2 separate regions of the Anas platyrhynchos genome follow, and region 1 is linked to region 2. The links are chromatin contacts, called in public Hi-C maps. All regions are on one chromosome and are shown on one strand. The core of a region is the stretch at or near the end of the contact, and the rest is flanking DNA. Distances in the headings are between cores, read along the strand shown.

Evidence for each region. A called contact is a pair of places that touch in the nucleus more often than the background predicts.
Region 1: a contact with region 2 is called in a Hi-C map of small yellow follicle, with 2.6 times the contacts expected there. The contact joins two enhancer-like sites. A contact is called at or near these places in 3 of 8 Hi-C or Micro-C datasets (F1 follicle, F5 follicle and small yellow follicle).

What each region holds. Positions count from the first base shown.
Region 1 is chr5:3,973,692-3,978,783 of IASCAAS_PekinDuck_T2T, reverse strand. No RefSeq gene overlaps it. Among named protein-coding and RNA genes, the nearest start is that of CNIH1, 46 kb to the left of the region's middle. Within about 2 kb of position 1,598, at least 5 of the 8 cell types and tissues checked have an H3K27ac peak or open chromatin away from gene starts, as enhancers often do. A contact at or near this core is called in F1 follicle, F5 follicle and small yellow follicle, where this site is marked.
Region 2 is chr5:3,928,827-3,933,461 of IASCAAS_PekinDuck_T2T, reverse strand. No RefSeq gene overlaps it. Among named protein-coding and RNA genes, the nearest start is that of BMP4, 81 kb to the right of the region's middle. Within about 2 kb of position 1,926, at least 5 of the 8 cell types and tissues checked have an H3K27ac peak or open chromatin away from gene starts, as enhancers often do. A contact at or near this core is called in F1 follicle, F5 follicle and small yellow follicle, where this site is marked.

The DNA of each region.
Region 1 (5,092 bases), core at 349-2,848, 46 kb before region 2:
AATTCAAAGCAGTTATTTCTATTTTGCACTGTTTGTTTAGATGAGGGGAACCGTGGCTATGCAGCTGGCACAATGGCTTATGAAATAAAAGTGACCCGTTGAAATTCTTGCATTTAGAACGTTTGTTCTAATTTCAACTGGATAACTAATTATTTTTTTATTGTGCTAATGGGCTGCTATTCATATGTGGAAGCCATTTACTGCACGCCCTAGATGGAAACGGGCTCGTATTTCAGCTCTGAATATTTAACACTTAATAAGGTAGCCACCTGCTTTTAAGGTTATTCCAACATATTCAAACGCTCTTTACTTCTCATTGGGAGTACCGGGATTATTTTTGATCTCCCATAATGAAACAAATAGCCAAACCAATTTAAGCACTAAATAAAAAAAAAATCTAGCCCCTCTAATTTTCTAAAATTCAAACAGCTTTGTAATCACACCTTATAAATCACGTAGAGTTCTGTAACTTTAAAAGCCAGGCCTGCACATAGCGAATGTTTGTTCTTCTCAACATGACACAGTGAAACCGCTGAGTGCAGAGCGGGGTGAGGGCAGGTGCTGAGCTCCCATCACCGCCCAGCGCTGCCTGCCTGTTCTCTTCAACCCTGACCAAAGCTGTCTGGAGCATTCCTGCTGAAACCTCAAACCAGGAGAAATGATTCTGTGCATCTGTTCCTCTTTGCCCCCAAATTTTGTCATGGCTCATGAACCTGCATCTGGGGAGTATGAAGTACAAGCCAGAAATTGGCAGGGAGGTTCTGCAAACGTGGCTCGGAGCCATGCACTTACTCCTCACTTTGGAGCTGGCCGCTCAGGAGTTCAAACAGACTTGAGCAGTCTTGAGTTATGCTGGTTGGCACTGCTGCAGGGACAGAATTAGGGCTGTGTGATGGTTGGTGGGGGGGAAGTGTTACCCTAATTCAGCATTTCCTGCTTCTCTAGTTTTTGCTGTTGGATTTTGATGATGAGTGCATAGGACAGGAACGTGAGGAGCTCCGTGTTGTTAAGCTCCAAGGTGCCAACCTTTTCTGTGCAGTGCCAGCAAGGTGGAGATTGTTGAGGTAAGGTTTCCTCGGCGAATAGCCACCGTATTGCCATTCCCCAGTGCAGTCAGCTTGCCGGGTACGCACTCCGTTGTCCACTAATTGCATCACTTATTTTTAAAACAAACAAACAAAACTCAATTTTTTTCTCTCCACTTTCCAAGCATGGACCTGCCTAGATTGTGTAGATGTTGGAGTGAAGTTAATGGAGGGAGGGATCCCTTTGTTGTTTTTTGGATGAGTTGAACTGTGCATTGTACAAATGGATGGAGAGGTTTAGGATGGGTTTGGACAGGAAGGTGGAAATGCTTCCAGCAGCTTTGCCTACAGCAGGAAGCGTTCTGCAGCCTGGCAGCTCTGTTTCCAGAGCAATAACCCTTGGTTTAGGGGTGGCATCAGCAAGGAGTCAACAAAGCTTTCAGAACGTGGATGGCTCTCGATAATCTGTGAGCACGTGTCCTCGCTCGCAGGGAACCGCAGTGCTCCTCGGAGCAATTCCCTCTGCCCACAAGCCTAACCTCTGTCCTGCTGAGGCTGCCTCAGCCGGCTCCTGCTCTTCCACGTGCTAATCTTGGCGAGACACTGGGACAACTGAATGTCTGTTGTATCATCCTGGGCTGTAAACAACAGACAAAGTTATGTGTCATCTACAAGCCCTCTAATCCAAACAGTGGCGGGAGCGCCTGCGCACCATTGGGAGCGTTTCTGCAGCGTGTTAGGCATGCGAGGGGGACAAAAGCTGATGAGCATGCCAAATATCTCTAGCATAGACAAGGCTGAGACACGTGTGCTGGACAAAAGGAAGCAATAGTGGCAGAAGTACTTAGGGAAGCAGCTTGAATGATTTCTGGCCACTAGTAGCTTTCGTTCTTTTGATGCAGATAAGCGAGGAGAATAATGTGCTTGAAGAGAACGGTTCCCCTCCGCGGGAGCTGCTGAATGTCAGGAGCGGGGAGGGGCTGTCAGAAGTCACTGATGGTGCTTGCAGAAAAGGACTGCTTTGCTACTTTCTTCTTCTGTTGAAACTTGCCGTTTTTGTACAGGATTATTGTGAAAAGATAATTGTAGTGATTTTGCAGCTTTCTAGTCACTGTTGGAGTGAACCAGGGCTTCTCTGAAGCAGATGGATTCTGTCAATTCATGCATCATATTTAGCCTTTTTACCCTTAAAAAGGTTGAAATCTGTGGTTGTACAGCAGACATTACTTAAATAAGGAGGAGAAAACCTGGGTCCTTTTCCTGGGTTTTGGAAGCAACCTGATATTTAATATTTAGGAATTTATTTCACCACTGTGCCTTGCTTTAACCATCTGTAAAATGGGAATAACGATACCGGCTATGTTATGTCAGGTGTTTTAGGATGCAGAGGACAAATGAGACAGGGAGCGAGTCAGAAGTCCAGTGAAATGGAGTACCTTTCAAAACCCCAAATCTGCCAAAATTGTAAACGTACAGGGATCTGTCATCCTCTTTCATTCCCAGTGAATTTGAGGTTCTGTTTCCATTAGGAGTACGTGCTTCGTAATAAACTAGCAACATGCTAGCAATGGGCTAAACACGTCTTCACCGTTAAGAGCTATTTTTTTTTTTGGAAGAGTACACAGATTCTGTAGCGTGGGCCATTGCTTATTTTATTTTTAAACAACTTGTCCCTGGCTGTAATAGGGAGCAAATTATCTCGAGCGGCCTGATAGTTTACATGTTCTCATTATATTCCTCTTCCCAGAGAAGACACAGTTTGTGCTTTTAGAGGAAGGGCATACGGTGTGTAGCTGTAGTGTTTAGGGGTCCTGATGTGCCCCCTTTTCACACCAGCCAGCACGAGTGGTTATCATCACCCTCTTTTTTTTTTTGGGCATTCACGCAGAAAGCTGGAAGCAAAGCTCGTGCAGGGCAATGGAAATTGCGGCGTGGCATCAGCACACAGTGACTTGCTCTCCCGTTGGCAGGACACAGAGCAAAACAGGTGAACGGGCGTCCTGCTGCTTGGCTTTGCTTGGTGGCAGGATTCCTCTCAAAGCACAGACCCCAAAATTGGATGCTAGGAGCTGACTGAAGAATGGGATGCACCAGGAGACATGACAGCACGTGCACGATGCTTTGCTGCTTCGCTGTGTTCTGCGAACGCCATAGGAGAGGACCAAAGCAACGTGCTGGTAACGCTGCCTGTGCGTTGTGCAGCCTCTCGCTGCAGGAATGCTGACACAAACAAAAAGGAGATAACTTGGAAATTCTATTGCTCCGTTTATGTTATTATTGTAGTTAATGGTCTGTCAGCATTTCCATTATAAATCCCCATTTTCAGGGTTTTATAACTCAGCCGTAAAAATTCTCTCCAGGCTGAATTTGGCATGTGTGTTTTCAGCCTGAGAGCACATGTGTTGTTTTATTTTTTATTTTTTTTTAACAAGGTTGTGTTTAAAAAAAAAAAAAAACAACTAGAACTGCATTCACAATTTTTAAGATATAGAATTGCCAAAAAAAAAAAAAAGCCAACAAAAAATAGGTGATTGGTTACAGATGCTTTCTTTGCACTCGTATAACTCAAAAATTGCTGAGTTATTTCAGCTGTAATTGTGGGTATGTGTAAGGTTAAAATGGTGGATTTAGTACTATTCCTTTCTTTATGGTGTTGGTATTTGACAAGCAAATAGAAAACAGACCCCGATACTGTATACACTCACGTATAAGCTGACCCGTGTGTAAACTGACCTCCCAAACTTGCCCCGCGCTCCCCTCATCTAGGCCAGATTGTTTCAGTGTCAGCCAGGGTGGGCATGCAGGGAGTGGGGGGCAAATTTTTGGATTTCGGTGAATTTCTTCTTCTGTCTGCCGTTGCTTCCCGTAGCGCTGTGTGGTTGCAGAATGCACGCCAGGCAGGTGGTGTGAGTAACGAAGAGCTACAATAGACACATGTTCCCACACATTCTGAGTGTCAGCTTTGTCCATCTTGTTTACAGAGGGACTGCCCTCTGTCTGAAACTCACTCCAGAGAAGTTTACACAAAGATGAGTGTAAACCACATGTTTTACGCTGAAGCATCTGAAAGGAAAAGAAACAAGGGAGAAGACCAAGAGATTATGTCTGAATTCTTTGCTGTCTGCACACAGACTTTCCCTGCCCAGCTCCCAACAATACCTCTGGTTCTTGGATTGTGCTTGCTCACCAGTGCTAGAAGAGAAGGGGGTGACCGACAGTCAAATAAAATTTTATTTCAGAGCCTCATTTCCACAAATTAATTTGTTTCCAAATTAATCAATTACTTTGAGAATTGACTCCAAGAGCAGGTTGCAATAAAGTCCACAGACTTCTTGCCTGCAGGGTGCTTTCTGCATAACGTTTTATTGTGCATAGGAGCCAGAATAAAGCACATCTTCCCAAGAGTGAACGGTTTCTTGCGGGCTAGGAGAAAGTGTGCAAGAAACTGCAGCAGTTCTATGGGCAGTAATTCCTGCCGTTATTGTACTTTGACACTTTACAAGCACTGGTGTCTATAAAAGTGTGTAAAATTATGCCTGTGGAAAAGCATAATCTGATTTGATAGGTTTTTTTTGCATCTTATCAGATATATGTTTTTATAAGTATTTGACTCTTTAAATTTTTGCTATCCATATTGAATTTTTCCATGATGTTTTTAACATCCTGTGATATATAACATCCCATCATATCTTAAACATTCCTTTACATCAGTATGAAAGGTCATGTACTTGGGCTGTTTTTCATTTCACGAACATCTGGGCTTATGAGATTAACAGAACAGTGTACCGCTGCCTTCTTTTGGGGCTCTTATTAATAACTTGCGAATAACACTTGTCTTCCACCATGTGGGTTATACTTCTGTTGGGGCAATTTCCTCGATATACTAATGGTGCTGGTTAACCCCTTACTCGCCGCTGCTGCTGTTACCAGCTTAAATGGACTTCTTTTTGTGTTCAGAAGGATAGACCTGTGTGCTCCCATGGGGTGGGAGCAGCTCATTTGCCTAAGCATAGGTGTGTAGGACCACTGTAGGTGTTGGAAGGTGTCCCACCTGGCCTCCAGCTGGT
Region 2 (4,635 bases), core at 677-3,176:
TTCAGCACAGGGGTAACCCTGTGAAAGTTAATGACCTGTGATACGTAGGAAATCACACGAGATGATCTAATAGTTTCTTCTGGCCTCATGCTCTATGAATCTATGAATATGTATCCTCTGATGTCGACTGGTAATTATATTCCTAAAAGGCAGAATCGGCAGAAAAGGCTGCTCCAGAAGAATGATTTACATTTTTTACTGGTATCCATTGTTCTTTAATGACATATTGATATGGTTCACACCCAACTTCTTTCCTTTCAGAGATTTTTCTCTTTTTAAAGCCTGTGAGAGGAGCTGGAGCATTTGGGAAAACATGGTGACTGCTAGCCTGCACTGTGAGAATTCGGTTCTGTGTGAAGGGATTCGCACAGCTCCCCAAGGCGCTGCCTTCCAGTCTGTTACCGCATTTGGCAGCGTTTGGAGGGCAGACGGTAAGCATGGAAGGCAGAAGTGATGATTTCAGACAGCCACGGTGAGGGGTAAGAAACTGTTTATGGTATAACTTATACTACAAGGACACGCATAAAGCACATACTACATATAAAATACATGTACCACAAGTACAGCTACTCGTGTTCAGAGCTGTTCAGAATGTCAAACAGCCCTCAGCAGTTGGGCTGATGCGTGTATGTCCAGAGATGGCTGTTTTGGCTGCCTGTTCAGCAGAGGAGTTTGTCCCCACATTTATTTTCTGGAAGGACAGTGGGAATCACAGCTCTCAGAGCCTGTAACCCATCCCCATGCCACGCTGGGGCTGCCCATGTATGCTTCCATCAGGTTCCTGTTGCTGTTTTTTTTTTTTTGTTTTCCCACTGGCTGGGAACATGATCTTGAAATAGACAAGAAAACAAAAACAACTGACATGAAATCTCTTTCAAAATAATAATCAAGGAAGCAAGGATGTTCAGGGGAGGGAAAGAATAATAAGTGATGAAGAGGCAGGCAACTGGAGGGAAATAAGTGTCCGGATTTGAAGAATGCTGGGTAAAGCCCTGCGTGTTTACAAGCACGGTTTCTCCACACCTGTGGGTTTGAAATGCTGTCATCTGAGGAGTGGCCCCATATTACAAGAAGGTCAAGCACCAAGCAGACCTAATTAAAAGCTCATTACAAGAGACAATCTCCATTAGCATGCCAAGTTTCATGCAAATCCATTAGCACCAGGGCTCTCTTCGGAAGCTTTAAATTCCAGCCCTGTGCCCCAGGGACTGGAAACCGTGGCCGGTTAATTTGGCATTCTCCGTCTGTGAACATTAGGCACAGTCCTCTTACTTTCTGGATTATTTCACATTCCAGCAAATTAGTTTTATCCGTTCTGAGAACATTTTAACAAAGAAAGTTCTTTTGGCATCACATGGATAAAATAACAAGGGATAAAAGAATGAGCAGTTCCCCCAATCAGGAACAAATAACTTTAAATCTCTCCTGAAAATGCAGCCTTTCCTGTTATTCCCACCCCCACCCCCCCCTTTCCTTTCATTTATCTTTCGGCAGTCGGATTTTTTAATTACGTTTCTGCAGCCAGATTCCCCTCCCGCGCTCTTTATGGTGGTGCTCTCAAGAGCCATGTTTTTTTTTCTGTATGCCATTGTAGCAGAACTTGACTAAAGATCTTCAAACTTGTGAAGTATAAAAGTCGGTAAATGATACTATTGTTGGAGGTAGGAGTCGGGGGGGAGAGGGGGAAGGCAGTTTATCTGGGGTGGCTGTGGGGAGGGGGAGGGTTTAAAAAAAAAAAAAAGGAAAAGAAAAAAGGCTTGGATGAACTGAAATGGATCAAAGTAAACAGAGCCATCTGAAAGCTTTTGTAAGCTCGAAGTGGCTATCTGTTGCAAGTCCTGCCTCATTAACTACTGATAGAAGCACTGTCCTGGCCTTCCAAGATATCTAACGCTGACCGCCTAGAACAAGATGAACTCTGGGTTATTCGCTCGCGCCATTCCCTGCCTTGCCGTGCACGGCTGCTTAACCTCAACCTCGCCACGAATGTTTATCCTCTCCGCTAGGCGCAGCGAGGGGAGATCCTGTCCCTAAACTCCAGTGCTTGCTCGGAGGAAGGAAGGAAAGTGAAGAGAGGAGGAAGGCAGTGGGAGAAAGCAGGAAAAAGCCCTGAAGCCGGTGTCTTCGCTGAGTGTCTGGTTTGCACCGTTTCAATACAGAGAAATAAATAGGGAAATAAATAGAGAAATAAGAAATAAATAGAGAAATAAGAAATAAATAGAGAAATAAGAAATAAATAGAGAAATAAGAAATAAATAGAGAAATAAATAGGGTGAGGGACAGCGAGCAGCCTCCCCGTGCTGGGTTACAGTCTCGCCCGTGCTGTCCCCAGTCGCAGGGGGCAGCAGGCTGAAACCGAGAGGTTTGTGTAGGGAAGCAGGGAGAGTGAGGAGGGATGGGGAGGGGGGAACACGATGGCTCTTTGACTAGGACCAGATAGGTCTCTGTGTAGAGTAATATTACAGCTCGCTCTCTCATAAACAAGCTGCATGCCGGCTTCTAAAGAGCCCATCTGGCATAGCTTTGAGAATGGCAATAATTACAAGCTGATGATGGACATGGAAGAAAAGCCCTGCTGAGCTAGCTCATAAGGAAGTACAGGCCAGGACTGTAGGGAAATTACAGGCTAAAACCCTTTCTAGTTTAGGCCTTTTGGTGTTCTTAATCACAGACCTTAAATGTTGTAATAAACACTGTTGCATTTTATTGACCAACTCCCATGACAGGCAAATCTTTTTTATTTTATTTTATTTTTACTATTCGTTAGCTTTAGAAAGCAGATCAGGACCAATTGTTCCTTAAGACCGGGTCTGTGGGTTTACTGCTCTTCATGAAAGTGATCCAAACAGTGAGAGTCCCTTTTGTTACTTCGCAATTAAAAGCGAACAAGAAAAGAAAGGGAAAAGAAATATTTTAGGAGTTCTGCTTACCCTTATGCAGTGCTAGGTCACTGATAATGCTTGCTTTGTTTTGAGATTATTGTTGAGAAATAAAAAAATCTAAAATGAGTTAAGTTTTTTAGGTGAAGCTCCTGGTGAGTTCACTGGCTGTAGGATTTCCCAGGAAAGAAAGCAGGTTTAAGCTCTGAGAGGTGTGGGCTTGTCCCTGTGCCTAGGGAAGTTCATGGCATTCTCGCTGCCTTCAGTTGTCTAAAACAGGGTAGGTAGAAGCACAGAGGCCTCATCAATGTCTGCGTTGATGTGCACACTTACCATCGTGATTTTCAGCAGTGTTTTTGAATAAAGGGGAAAGTTCCAGGCTCCTGGGGTCTTTGGGGCTCTGTTCCAGTGGCCTGTACCAGTATTCAAACTTCATTTTCCCAGGGAACAAAGAGAAACACATTTTCACAGTGGAACATGTGAAATGTGAAACACAACAACACTGATGTTTAGGGCACCTGAAAGGGATTTTCGGAGGAAGGTGCCTTTCTGGCACCATTTTCACAAGTTTGGATTTTAGAATAACTGAGCTTTTGAAAATATTCTCTCCGTTTCTCTAAATGTCTGTCTGTTTGGGGTATACGAGTGTATTTGCCGTGTGGCAGTGCCATCTCTATGGACAGATGGATTTAGAAGGAGTAGGACGCAGTGGAGCTGTGACAATTAACACCAGCAAAAGTTCTGCTTCAGAGAGTCTCTGTGTTTTCCCAGACTGCTTTCATTCTCCTTTTCCTTCTGCAGAGGCTAGAAGATCAAGAGTTAAACAGTTCCCTGAGTTTTATTTGACTTGAGTGCAATAAATCTCCCAGGGTGACTGATAGACTGATAACTCTCCGAATCCATCCAGTACTTTGTGTGTCAAACCAGCAGCGAATACGGAGTGTTGTCAGTTGTTTTAAATAATGCTGTTTTGACAGTAGGTTGTTTATTACAGCTCAACACGTGTAATTGGTTTTGTTGGAGGAAATCTGCCTTTTTTTTTTTTCCTTTAGCATATCAGCTGTATTAGAAATGCTGCATAACACAGATTGGATTTACTGATCCGGCTGAATCCTGGAAATGTCTCTGTGTTTTTGCAGGACATGTTTTCTTATGAGATCCTAAATAGCGGAACATTCTGTTCCTTTAGATAAATGTTTGCCTGCAGGTATAGCTTTGTGTTTGGAAATTGGTTCACGTTGGTCCTATTTTCTCCTGCAGTTCCTTTTTCACAGACGTTTAAAAGTTTCTGCTTTACTTGTAGCTGTTTGTATCGCGGCATTTCAGTCTCAGATGGCTTATTTAGTTTTCCAGATTTTCATTTGAGTATTTGTTCAGGCATCAGATTTTTTTCTCTTTTTGTTACAAAATTGAAGGAACGCGAGGCCGGGCAGTGGAAATGTACCTGTTTGAATGCAGCTCTCTTTTCTTTCATAAACTTCCTTTGGCTTCTTAATTTGAAACTTGCTTGTCAATGTGAAATGATTTCTTTATATTTAACTGTCTCTTTCCAATACAGACTGGAATTGTTCCTAACAAAAGAAGCATGAATTGCTGGAAACTATATATTAAATGCAAGACTATTTGTCTAGTTTTCATTAGGTTGCTGAGTGAGAAGCCCAAACTCCTCTCTTTTCCCAAGGTACTCGGATATCCACCAAGTGCCTTCATCCCGTAGCCTTGTTTCCTCTCCCAGTAAACCAGCTTTCCAAAAGAA